Linked DNA regions of Pan troglodytes: region 1 is linked to region 2. Evidence: chromatin contacts called from public HiChIP or PLAC-seq data. All regions are on one chromosome and are shown on one strand. Each heading gives the region's core, a stretch centred on a gene start, on an enhancer-like site or on the middle of the called end of the contact. The rest is flanking DNA. Distances are from core to core; before and after follow the strand shown.

What was found. HiChIP or PLAC-seq counts read pairs in DNA pulled down with a chosen protein or histone mark.
Region 1: an H3K4me3 HiChIP or PLAC-seq map of stem cell-derived excitatory neurons shows a contact between it and region 2, with 4 times the contacts expected there. The contact joins the promoter of LTBP4 here to the promoter of SERTAD3 in region 2. A contact is called at or near these places in 1 of 7 Hi-C or Micro-C datasets (stem cell-derived neural progenitor cells) and 1 of 1 datasets of contacts at active chromatin or transcription factors (stem cell-derived excitatory neurons).

The regions. Positions count from the first base shown.
Region 1 is chr20:43,676,523-43,682,150 of NHGRI_mPanTro3-v2.0_pri, reverse strand. LTBP4 (latent transforming growth factor beta binding protein 4) reads right to left here and starts at 3,173. Exons shown (of 33, transcript XM_016936012.4): 1 at 3,072-3,173. The coding sequence starts at 3,087. It overlaps SHKBP1 (SH3KBP1 binding protein 1), which reads right to left. Exons shown (of 18, transcript XM_016936013.3): 17 at 5,395-5,518; 18 at 4,851-5,272. The coding sequence ends at 5,041.
Region 2 is chr20:43,529,279-43,535,616 of NHGRI_mPanTro3-v2.0_pri, reverse strand. SERTAD3 (SERTA domain containing 3) reads left to right here and starts at 3,827. Exons shown (of 2, transcript XM_512665.8): 1 at 3,827-4,370. BLVRB (biliverdin reductase B) reads left to right here. Exons shown (of 5, transcript XM_009435602.5): 5 at 530-787. The coding sequence ends at 687.

The DNA of each region.
Region 1 (5,628 bases), core at 1,924-4,423, 150 kb before region 2:
CAACATAGGACCCCATCTCTATTAAAAATCCAAAAATTAGGCCGGGCGCGGTGGCTCATGCCTGTAATCCCAGCACTTTGGGAGGCCGAGGCGGGTGGATCATGAGGTCAGGAGTTCGAGACCAGCCTGGCCAAGATGGTGAAACCCCATCTCTACTAAAAAATACAAAAATTATCTGGGCGCGGTGGCGGGCGCCTGTAATCCCAGCGACTGGGGAGGCTGAGGCAGGAGAATCGTTTGAACCCAGGAGGTGGAGGTTGCAGTGAGCCGAGATCACGCCACTGCACTCTAGCCTGGGCAACAGAGCAAGACTCCGTCTCAAAAAAAAAAAAAAAAAAAAAAAATCCAAAAATTAGCCGGGTATGGTGGCATGAGCCAGTAGTCCCAGCTACTCGGGAGGATGAGGTAGGAGGATCACTTGAGCCTGGAAAGTGGAGGCTGCAGTGAGTTGAGATGGCACCACTGCACTGCACTGCACTCCAGCCTGGACGATAGAGTGAGACCCTATCTCAATAATAAATAAATACATAAAACTATATAAAAGAGAGTACCGATCCCTTCCTTGCCTAAGAGTCTCCACCACTAGGAGCTGCAAGCCACAGGGGCCCTTAAACCCCGTCCACACCGGGGTTCCAGGCTTCAAGCCTTCAAACTCAGGGTCTCAAGCCCAGCTTGAGACTCAAAGCTCTTGGGAGCATTCAAAGACTCAGGCAAGGAAGGGGGTCTGATACCCTCTGGGGATGGCAATAAGTGAGGTGCAGGAGGGGGCACAGCCAGGAGCCCCCAGGACCCCCCTGGGAGCAGATCCTGTGGGTCAGGGGCAGAGCCTGGCTGGGTTCACTGAGGGACAGAGATTCGGGGAGCAAGCTTTTGCAGATGGTGAGCCTGGAACCCCTGAAGCCTAGGGCCTTGAGAAGGGATCAATTCTTTGAGAAGATCATCATAAATTCAAGGCTCCACCCTATATTCTCTGAAATACAAGCCCCTTCTCTCCCTAAGGCACCACCCTCAGAGCTTCACTCTGCCCCTAATCACCTCTTTTTCCAGAGTTTCAGGCCACACCCTTTCCCACAGAAAACTGGGACGTGACCACATGTAGGATCCCAAGCCCACCCCTTTCATGTTTGCTTCGCTTTGGGGTTCCAGGCCCCATATCCCACAGCAGTTGGATTCTTAAGCTTTCCAGTTCTGTAGCGTTAGCCCCGCCCCCACCTCGTGGATCCCAGGCTCCACCCACACAGGGTACTAGGCCACACGCCGTGACCACACAGCCCACCCCAGACCAAAAATGGCAACTGATCCAGTTGCACCCCCCACCCCCCACTCCTGCTCCTTCTTCCAATCCAGGAGGGTGTGCAGGACTGACGGGGAAGCCCTTCACCCCCCCTCACTGTGAGACACACAGGCTGACTCACACGGCTACACACCGTTACTGCCACCTACGGCAATCCATGCCTCCATCCCACACTGACACCCAGAAATCTGGGTCCAGCACCGTCCAGGGACACACAGTCCCTGGGGCAGGTGACGACGGCACTCACACTCCATTCACAGCTATTCGTGGGCTGTCCCAGAGCCCGGCTCTGCCCCATGACTGTACTCCATGACCCTGTTTTTGTATAACCCCCAAGACCCCTGCTAACATGACCCTGCAGGACAGCATATCCCTACCCGCTTCCCCCCTCACCACCTCCTACCCTGTGGCTGGAGCATTTGCTGGGGGCGCTGCTGAAATTTCTCCCTTCTGTCCGGGATCCAGCGCATCTTCAATGCTTGTTGCTAGGCAACAGCCTCTGGCTCACCACTGCAACTTCCGGCGTTAGCCTCCCCTCCCCCTAGAATTTGGAGTCCCCAGCTCCCCATCCCTCCCATCAGTGTCACTATCTCCCAGGATCGTGTCTATGTCACCTCTTGAATCCTAACTCATCTCAACCCTTCAGAATCCCTCAGAGTTCTAGTCCCCCCGCATTCCAGAATCTTCCACCCCTCCCCCCATGCCCTCTCACACACAAAACCACACAGAGTTAATACTATACTAGGATAATACTATCTCTAGCATTTAAAAAACCCAGCTCTTCAGTGTTCTAGATTTGCTGACATCCCAAATTCTCCTCTCTCTCTCCCTTCTCTCTCTCTCCCCCCCCACCCCCTCCCCCAGAAAAAGGCCGGCTCACGTCTGTAATCCCAGCACTTTGGGAGGCCGAGGTGGGAGGGCAGATCACTTGAGGTCAGGAGTTTCAGGCCAGCCTGGCCAACACAGTGAAACCCTGTCTCTACTAAGAATACAAAAATTATCCAGGCATGGTGGCGCACGCCTGTAATCCCGGCTACTCAAGAGGCTAAGGTGGGAGGATCACTTGAACCCGGGAGGCAGAGGTTGAGGTGAGCTGAGATCACACCACTGCACTCCAACCCGGACGACAGAGAAAGACCCTGTCTCAAAAAAAAGAAATAAAGAAAATAATAAAAATTTAAACATGAAATAAAAATAGAATGACCAGCATTCCAGCAACACGAGCATTCTGGATTCTCCGGCCTGGAAAAAAAAAATGACTCTAATATTTTAGATCTGTGAGCATTACAAAACACCATCATATTCTAGATTTCCTGACCTTCCAGGCCCTCCCCCCACATACTAGATTTCCTAACATGCCAATATCCCCCAATATTCTGAATATCCTGGCATGTAAAAAATTTTCTAGAGTGTGAGGCTGGGCATGGTAGCTCACACCTGTAATCCCAGCACTTTGGGATGCTAAGGCAGGAGAATGGCTTGAGCCCAGGAGTTTGAGACCAGCCTGGGCAACATAGTGAGACAATGTCTCTATAAAAAAACTTAAAAAGTAGCTGGCTGTGGTGGCACACACCTGTAGTCCCAAATACTCAGGAGGCTGAGGCAGGAGGATCACTTGAGCCCAGAAGGCCGAGGCTGCAGTGAGCCATGATTGCACCACTGCACCCTAGCCTGGGCAACAAAGCAAGACCCTGTCTCAAAAACAAACAAACAAAAACAAAACTAGGGTTTGAGGTGCACAGCTATTTCAGAACACCCCGGTTTCAGAGGCACTCACCTTTTACGTCTCCCATTTGTGTTCCAGATTCTCTGATAATCCGGAATCTCCTGCCATTATGGATTTCTTGGAACGCAAACAAACCTTCCAGTGCTCTGGAAGGGCGGATAGTCCAGGATCTCTCCCGTTCTCTAGATTTCCTAGTAATCCAGGTTCCTTTCTGTATCCTATAATTCTCAGCATTCCAGACATCCTGGCATGCAAAATATTCCTACCGGTGGAGATTCATGGGTATGAACTCCCCTTGACACTCCCCTATTCTAGAATCAGTGATTTTTCAGGTCCTTTTTGTCAGAAACTTCTATATTCTGGATTCTCTGATAAGCAGGGGAGAACTCTAATATTGTTAATCCATGAGCACTCCAGAATATCCTTGTGTCCGAGATGTCCTAATGTTCGAGACCCCTCTCTACTATGTTTCAGAAGCTCTGGCATTCCAGAAACTATGGAATTCTAGAATTAGCATGTTCTAGTATTCTCTACTCCTAGTCTGTCCCCACTTTCTGTCCCTTTTTTATTGGCACAAGGAAAAAAGATGCAGAAAACCTCCTCAAGGAAGTGCCGTAGGAACGGGCATTATTTGGGGAAAAAAAAATCCCAAGGCCAGCCAGGCAAGGTGGCTCATTCCTGTAATCCCAGCACTCTGGGAGGCCGAGTTAGGTGGATCATCTGAGGTCAGGAGTTTGAGACCAGCCTGGCCAACATGGTGAAACCCTGCCTCTACTAAAAATACAGCAGGACACATGATCCAGGCTGCAATAATGGAAGGCCTTCATCACACTGGCCACAGTAATTGGTTCAGGAATGGCCACCTGACTTAATTCAAGCCAATGAAAATCAGTCTTGTGATTTTTGCTGTTGCTAGGGAAAAAAGAGTTGCTAAGCAGCTGCTTAGAGTCACCTTGCCACAGAGAGAAAACCTGATTGAAGATGTATTCCAGAGGTAAGTGAAGTTAGGAGATAAAAAGATATTCTGGGCCGGACACAGTGGCTCTCGCCTGTAATCCCAGCACTTTGGGAGGCTGAGGTGGGCAGATCACCTGAGGTCAGGAGTTCGAGACCAGCCTGGCCAACATGGTGAAACTCTGTCTCTACTAAAAATCAAAAAATTAGCTGGGCATGGTGGTGCGCACCTGTAATCCCAGCTACTCGGGAGGCTGATGCAGGAGGATTGCGATTGCTTGAACCCAGGAGGTGGAGGTTGCATGAGATCATACCACTGCACTCCAGCCTGGATGACAGAGTGAGACTTTAAAAAAGAAAAGAAAAAAGAAAAAAAGATATTCTAAATTAGTGTTTGAACCCCCAGATCCAGCCATGCCTGAAGGCAGAGTAAAAGCCAACACATTCCTCCCCTGCAACACCTTTTTTGTTTTGTTTTGTTTTTGAGACAGGATCTCACTCTGTCACTCAGGCTGGAGTACAGTGGTGTGATCATGGCTCACTGTAGCCTTGGCCTCCTAGGTTCAAGTGATCCTCCCACCTCAGCCTCCCAAGAAGCTGGGACCACAGGCATGCACCACCATGCCTGCTTAATTTTTGTATTTTTTTGTAGAGATGGGGTTTTGTTATGTTGCCCAGGCTAGTCTGAAACTCCTGAGCACAAGCAAACTGGCCTCCCAAAGTGCCAGGATTATAGGTGTGAGCCACCATGCCTGGCCTCCCTTTGCTTAAACAAGAGAGGTAGATGTTCCTGATTTTGCATATATCGGGTTGGGTCCCACATCTTCCCCACCCCTTTCCTGGGGAGTCCCAAACCTGCTAAGAATAAGCAAGATGTTGGCAGTGAGGACTTTATTGGGGACGGTGACTTTGGCTTCCAGAAAAGAGGGAAGGTGGGGACCTAGTAACAATAACCATTTATTCCAAGGAGGCCCTGGCCCTGAACCCGGGGTTCCCACAGGAATCAGGGAGGCACCTGAGTCCCCCAGGACCAGGGCATCCCAAGGCATCATGGCAGTTGCGTTGTTCAAAAGGAAGTTTCATTGAGCTTCATCTTGGGAGGTGTGAGGGGAGTGCCGAGACCGCTGGAGGGCCAAGGGGCTGGTGTGGGTGGCCGTCGGAGGTCTGGCCCACTCCGCACCAGTTCCTGGCAGCGTTCCACAAAGCTGCCCCCACCACGGCGCCGGGCCTCAGCCTGCGGGGGGCTTGGGCTCCCACGGTGGCCAGACAAGGAGGTGTTGCTGGAGGCTGAGTGGAGGCTGAGGAAGTAAGGACAGTAAGTGCACGTCATCACGGGGCAGCTGGGCCACTCTGTCCCCGGGAACACCACGCTGTCCCCTCTCCCCTCATTGCACAGAAGGGGAAGTGGAGTTGTGGCTACCTGGTGAGGGAGATGCGGGGTGAGGGGCTGGGGAGACAGCCCCATGAGGGAGCTGAGGGAGCTGGCGGGGCCAGCTCGCAGTGTTCCAGCTGTTCCATCAGCTCTTGCTCCGTCAGGCCACCTGCTGGGGGGCACGGAAGCAGGGTCAGGGGGCAAGACAGGGGTTATAGGGCAAGGGCCTGGGTTGCATTGCAGTGCAAGCACCGAGGGTCAGGACAGGAGAGAGGAAGCAGA
Region 2 (6,338 bases), core at 2,578-5,077:
TCTGTCGTCCAGGCTGGAGTGCAGTGTCACGATCATGGCTCACTGTAGCTTCAACTTCCCTGGCTCAAGCAATTCTCCAGCCTCAGCCTCCTGAGTAGTTGGGACTACAGGGGCATGCCACTGCACCCGGCTGATTTTTGTATTTTTAGTGGACTCAGGGTCTCCCTGTGTTGCCCAGGATAGTTTCAAACTCCTGGGCTTGAGTGATACTCCTGTCTCAGCCTCCCAAAGTGCCAGGATTACAGGCATGAGCCACCGCCACTGGCCAGGGCAGGGGATTCCTGTCTGCTTTGTCCCTTGCTTGGGTGACCAGCACCTGGCCACACAATAGGTAATCAATAAGGATTTATCGAATGAATGAAGCAAAGGATATAGATGAGCACCTGCATATGGAAAGTCCATTCTTGGCTGTGACACCACCCAGGCTGGACACACAGTAGGCACCCTGGGAAGGTCTTTCTGGGGGTCGAATTTTGGGGGAAGGGAAAGGTGTCTGCTTTATCCAGCCCGTCTTGTCTTTACTTCATAGGAGACCAGCCGCTAACTGGGGCGTACACAGTGACCCTGGATGGACGAGGGCCCTCAAGGGTCATCTCCAAACATGACCTGGGCCATTTCATGCTGCGCTGCCTCACCACCGATGAGTACGACGGACACAGCACCTACCCCTCCCACCAGTACCAGTAGCACTCTGTCCCCATCTGGGAGGGTGGCATTCTGGGACATGAGGAGCAAAGGAAGGGGGCAATAAATGTTGAGCCGAGAGCTTCAAATTACTCTAGAGAAACCGACTGTGTGACTCCTCCTCTCTCTGCCTCTGTCTGAGTATTTTGGTGTGTCTGCCTGCCACTGTGTAAGATTTGCTTGGTATGCATTCATTCATTTGTTCAGTAACAGTTTATTTTTATTTTTTTATTTTTTTGAGACCGAGTCTTGCTCTGTCGCCCAGGCTGGAGTGCAGTGGCGCAATCTGGCTCACTGCAAGCTCCGCCTCCCAGGTTCACACCATTCTCTGCCTCAGCCTCCCCAGTAGCTGGGACTACAGGCGCCCACTACCACACCCAGCTAATTTTTTTGTATTTTTAGTAGAGACAGGGTTTCACCGTGTTAGCCAGGATGATCTTGATCTCCTGACCTCATGATCCGCCTGCCTCGGCCTCCCAAAGTGCTGGGATTACAGGCGTGAGCCACTGAGCCCCGCCCAGTAACAGTTTATTGAGTCTGGCCAGGCATGGTGGCTCATGCTTGGAATCCCAGCACATTGGGAGGCCGAGGCGGGTAGATCACTTGAGGTCAGGAGTTCAAGACCAGCCTGGCGAACATGGTGAAACCCTGTCTCTACTAAAAATACAAAAATTACCCAGGCGTGGTGATGCACACTTGTAATCCCAGCTACTTAGGAGGCTGAGGCAGGAGAATCGCTTGAACCTGGGAGGTGGAGGTTGCAGTGAGCCGAGATTGTGCCACTGCACTCCAGCCTGGGTGACAGAGCGAGACTCCATCTCAATAATAATAATAATAATAATAATAACTTAGCTGGGCATGGTGGTGTGCACCTATAGTCCCAGATACTCAGGAAGCTGAGGTGGGAGGATGGCTTGAAGCCAGGAGTCCAGGTTGGGCAACATAGTGAGACCCCATCTCTACAAAATAATTTTTAAAAACTTAGCTGGGCATGGTGGTATGTACCTGTAGTCCCAGATACTCAGGAGGCTGAGGCGGGAGAATGGCTTGAGACCAGGAGGTCAAGGCCTGGCCACTGCACTCCAGCCTGTAGGACAGATCCAGACCCTGTTTCTGAAAATAAAAAAAAAGTTTGTGCTTTATTTTGAGGATTTATGCAAGGAGTGGAGCACCAGAGAGGTAAGGCAGGGGGGACAGTTGGGTGTTTTATGAAGCTTCCTTTGGCTACTCTGTGAAGGTGGAAAGGAAGGGTCCAGGAATGGAGGCTGATAGCCCAGAGGGAGTTGGAGGAGGAGCTGTAAGGAAGGGAGGAGAGAGTGGGTGTGAGGAATGCCTGGGAGCCTGCGTGGACAGTTGGTGAGGGGTGGAGGGGAGGCATCAGAAAGAAGCACACGGCTGTAACCCGGGGACAGAGTTACACTAGTGCTTCAGGAGGGAGGCTGAGGCTGCAGTGAGCCAAGGTGCGCCACTGCACTCCAGCATCCACGACAGAGTGGGACCCCGTCTCAAAAACAAAAACCCAAATGCAGTAGGGCTTTCCTGAGTTGTGGACCCTATAGGAGGAGCAGGTTTTGGAGGAGTAAGGGGAAGAATTGCTCCTTCCTAATTATGTCCTTTTTTGGAACCTACTGTCCCTTTCTTTTTTTCCCAGGGACACCTTCCCTAGGCCTGGGTGAGCTAAGACACTTCTCTCTCCCTACCTCCAACCCACACCACCCACCTACCTATTCCCCTCCCATTTATCCTGCAAACATCAGGATGACTTGGTTGACAAACTCCAACCGGCAAGAACTGGTCTGAGGAGGCTTAAACCTCCCTTCCCAGAGGTGGCCTGGAGAAAACTGCCTCCTCCCCTTAGGGAAACTCGTTGTAGGGGCGGAGCATTACGGGTGTGGGCTTTCAGGACACTAGCAGTGTCTTCTTTCTGCCTTATTTTTCTGTCACATTCCTGAGCATTTAGCAAACTTTCACTGGGACCTGCTACGTGTCCAGCCCTGTGCTAGGTGATCCTGCAGACCAAGAGGTGGTTGACAGAGATATCCTTGGTACCTGCCCTCGGCGGGGCGTTCCTCAGTCCATATAGTAACTGACAATCCAGGACTGGGATGGCGGCACAGGAGGCCATGGAATCCTAGAATGGATCCTAACCCAACCTGGACTGCCAGGGAGGGCTTCGGAGAGGAGGAAACCTTTGAAATGTGTTCTGAGAAGCAGCCTGGGAATTGAGGGTATATTTTGAGGATGAGGAAACAAGTTTAAATATCCAGAGGCGAGAAGATTGCTTGAGGCCAGGAGTTCAAAACCAACCTGGGCAACACAAGAAAACCCCCACTCCCCCCCTCCCCCATCTCTGTGTCACCCAGGCTGGAGTGCAGTGGCACGATCTCGCCTTCACTGCAACCTCAACCTCCCAGGTTCAAGCGATTCTCCTGCCTCAGCCTCCCAAGTGGCTGAGATTACAAGCGTGCGCCACCACGCCCAGCTAATTTTTGTATTTTTAGTAGAGACGGGGTTTCACCATTGTTGGCCAGGCTGGTCTCAAACTCCTGACCTCAAGTGATCTGCCCGCCTCCGCCTCCCAAAGTGCTGGGATTACAGGCGTGCGCCACTGCGCCCGGCAAAAAATAATATTAATAATAAAGATCCAGAGGCCTTTTATTGTCATGTTTGCGAACTTATTATGTACCTGGCATTGTTGTAGACACTGGGGTAAAGCAGGGAAGAAAACAAACAGAGAAAATCCTTTCGTTTTCCTGATGGGGTGAATGGGAGCTTGAAGCCATTTTAGAAAAACTGGAAGTGACTCAATGGGGCAGGATCGGAGAGAACCAGGAGAACGCATCAAGCAAGGTCGTGAGGGGCTTTGTGGCAAAAGTAAGGAGTTTGAAGTTTGTATTCGGGGTGGGTAGGAAGCCATGAACAGTAGCAGAGGAGTCATCTTGATGGAGCGGGGAAGGAAAGAGGGTGTCAGAAGACCTAGGTGGGACCACCAGAGGACGTGCTGAGAAAACCTGAGGATTAAGAAGGGGCCGCGCGGTAATGTATAGGGGGCGGGAGGGGCAGCAAGGGGGCGAGGCTACGATCGCCTAGGCAACGCGGGCCGCGCCACACTATTGGCTGGTCTTTCGCTACGTCATCCCCCGCGCCCCAGCGTCCTCCCTCGGAGCCCCGGGGGCGCGGCCTCCTCCGGTTGCTCGGCCCCGCCCGCCTGCACAGCGACTTGGGGAGGGGCATGCCAGCCCCTCTGGCTCCACGGTTGAGTCCAGGCCTACCATAAAGGAACCGCAGGGAGCAATGGTGACGATCTTGGAGCGAGGACTGTAGCTGAGTGGAAGGAAGTGGTTCTGTTGGACCGGCCGCCCTCCACCCCGGAGGCGCTGCCCCGCCCCCTGCCAGTTGCACTTCTTTAAATGGCCCGGGGCACTAGGGAGGGGTGGGCGGATCCGGCGTCTCGGGGCACGGGCGGATGGCTCCGCCCAGCCAATCGACGCCCCGCGGCGGGCGGGACTCCAGCCAATCGCGGCTCGCGGCTCGGCTCCGGGGCGGGGCTGGTGGGCCAGAGGCCAGACGGAGAGGCCCCGCCGAGGTGAGCGAGGCTCCAGCCGATCACTGGTGGGTCCTGGCACTGGCGGGTCGCGACGCTGTGGGCGTTCCAGGAGGTGGTCGTGGCGAACCTGGCAGCTGCGGTGAGGAGTGGTCGCCTGGCTTGGGAATTTACCTTAGGCTAGGGGAGAGAGAAGCGCGCCCCGGGGACTTGCGGAGGCGGGGTCTGGGTGGGACCGGGGGAGGGGGCCTCAGATTCAGGGTGATGATAGGGAGGGTCTGGGGACCTGAGAGTGAGTTCGAGACCCAGGAGGGGAGGCGAGGTTGTTGGGGCAGTATTTTCAAGTGGAGGGAGTTTGAAGCTGGGACGTTGGGCTTTTGGAGAAGCGAGAGAACAGAGGGGAGGAACTTTTGAGACAGGGAACCTGGAGATTCGATTCCACTTGGGTCTTCCGGACGGGTTGAATTCGGGGCTTTATCGTGTTCTGGAAAAGGTGTGAGAGGTACGGAGCTGAGATTCTGAGTATTTGGAGAAGCGAGAGAACTAGGGTCAAGGATTCTTGGGACTCCAAGACGCACTGGCGGGGGAAGGGGGTTGCCGGGAAGAGTTCAATGTTCGGGTCTTGGAGCCGGACAGCGAGTTTGGAGGTGAAGTCCAGGGGCGTTTGAAAGTCAGGAGACTAGGAGAAGTGGGAGGAAGTATCAGAATTAGGATACGTAGTCTCCCGAACTAGATCGGAGCATTGTCGTCTTTGAGCGATGTGTTCGGATCTGGGTCTCTGGATCCAAGGGCAGTTTGGAAGGAGAATCGCGGACTTTCAAGGAACGGAGGGACCGGGAGAAAGCAAATTTAGAGCCGGACTCTGGGGTGGGGGAGGGGTGTTCCGGGCCTGGAGCTCAGACTCGCGGCCCCGGAGGCAATGGAGGGCGGGGCTCGGCGGGCGCCGGCAGCTGGACGTCCGGGTTCCCTTCCCCCACCCGCCTGTGCCCCTGTGCGCATGCCCTGAGGGAGAGCGGGGTGAGGGGGGTGGCTCGTCCCCTGGACGGGCGGAGCCCTCTGGGGATTGTAGTGCGTGCTCCACGTCAATTCGTGTACCTGGCGGCTGTTGGCCCCCGTTTCCCAGAAGCCCCTGGGCCAAATTGGGGCGTTCCTGGATGCTCTGTAAGGACCCATGGGGGGGCGGGGCCTTACAGTGTCGCGGTCTGATTGAGTGGGACCCCCGAGGGGGCGGGGCTTGGTTTGAGCTGAGTTCTAGCCAAGTTTTCCTATGGGGCGCGCTTTGGGGGAATCTGAAAGCGCGGGCAAAGGGAATGAGACAGGCCCCTTTCCTACTCTTGGGAGCGCTCCCAGTCGGTTAAGGAAGAGGACATAGAAATATCCCGACTGTTGAAGAAGAATCTCAACATAGGTTCCCCAACAGGGCTCCAGGAGATTTCGAATATAGTAGGCACTCAGTAAATCTGTTGAGCGAATAACTGGCAATTAACTCTTGATCGAGGCCGGGTGTGGTGGTAATCCCAGCTACTCAGGAAGCTGAGGCGGGAGGATCGCTTGAGCCCAGGACTTCGAGACTGCAGTGAGCTGTGATAGCGCTGCTGCACTCAGCCCTGGGCGACAGAGCGAGACCCTGTCTCTAACAAAAAACAAACACAACTCTTGTTCATTAAGCACTTCCTGTGTGGTGGGCCCTATAGATACGTGGCATCTCCTTGACAGAGGTGGTGAGAAGTATTTTTTTACAGTCCCCATTTTACAGATGAGGAAACTGAGGCCCTGAGAATTGACTCATTCAGATCACTTCCCATGATCACGCAGCTGAGCAGTTTCCAATACAGAATTCAGATTTGGGGTTCCCTACTTCCAATCCAGGTCTCTGTGCTCCACACTTGTCTTTCGTGCTCCATGTTTGAAGAAATTAATATTGTGGAAGAACAGTTTTAAGGCTTAGAGGAACTTGAGTTAGGATCCGTACTTGGCAGATGAGGAAATTGATTCTCATGGATGTAAATTCACTGTTTGAGGCCACAACAGGCAAGTAAGTGAGATTTAAATCTAGCTGTACTTAAGGCCAGATCTTATTTTCTTAATCGTATATGTACTCACCTTCTTA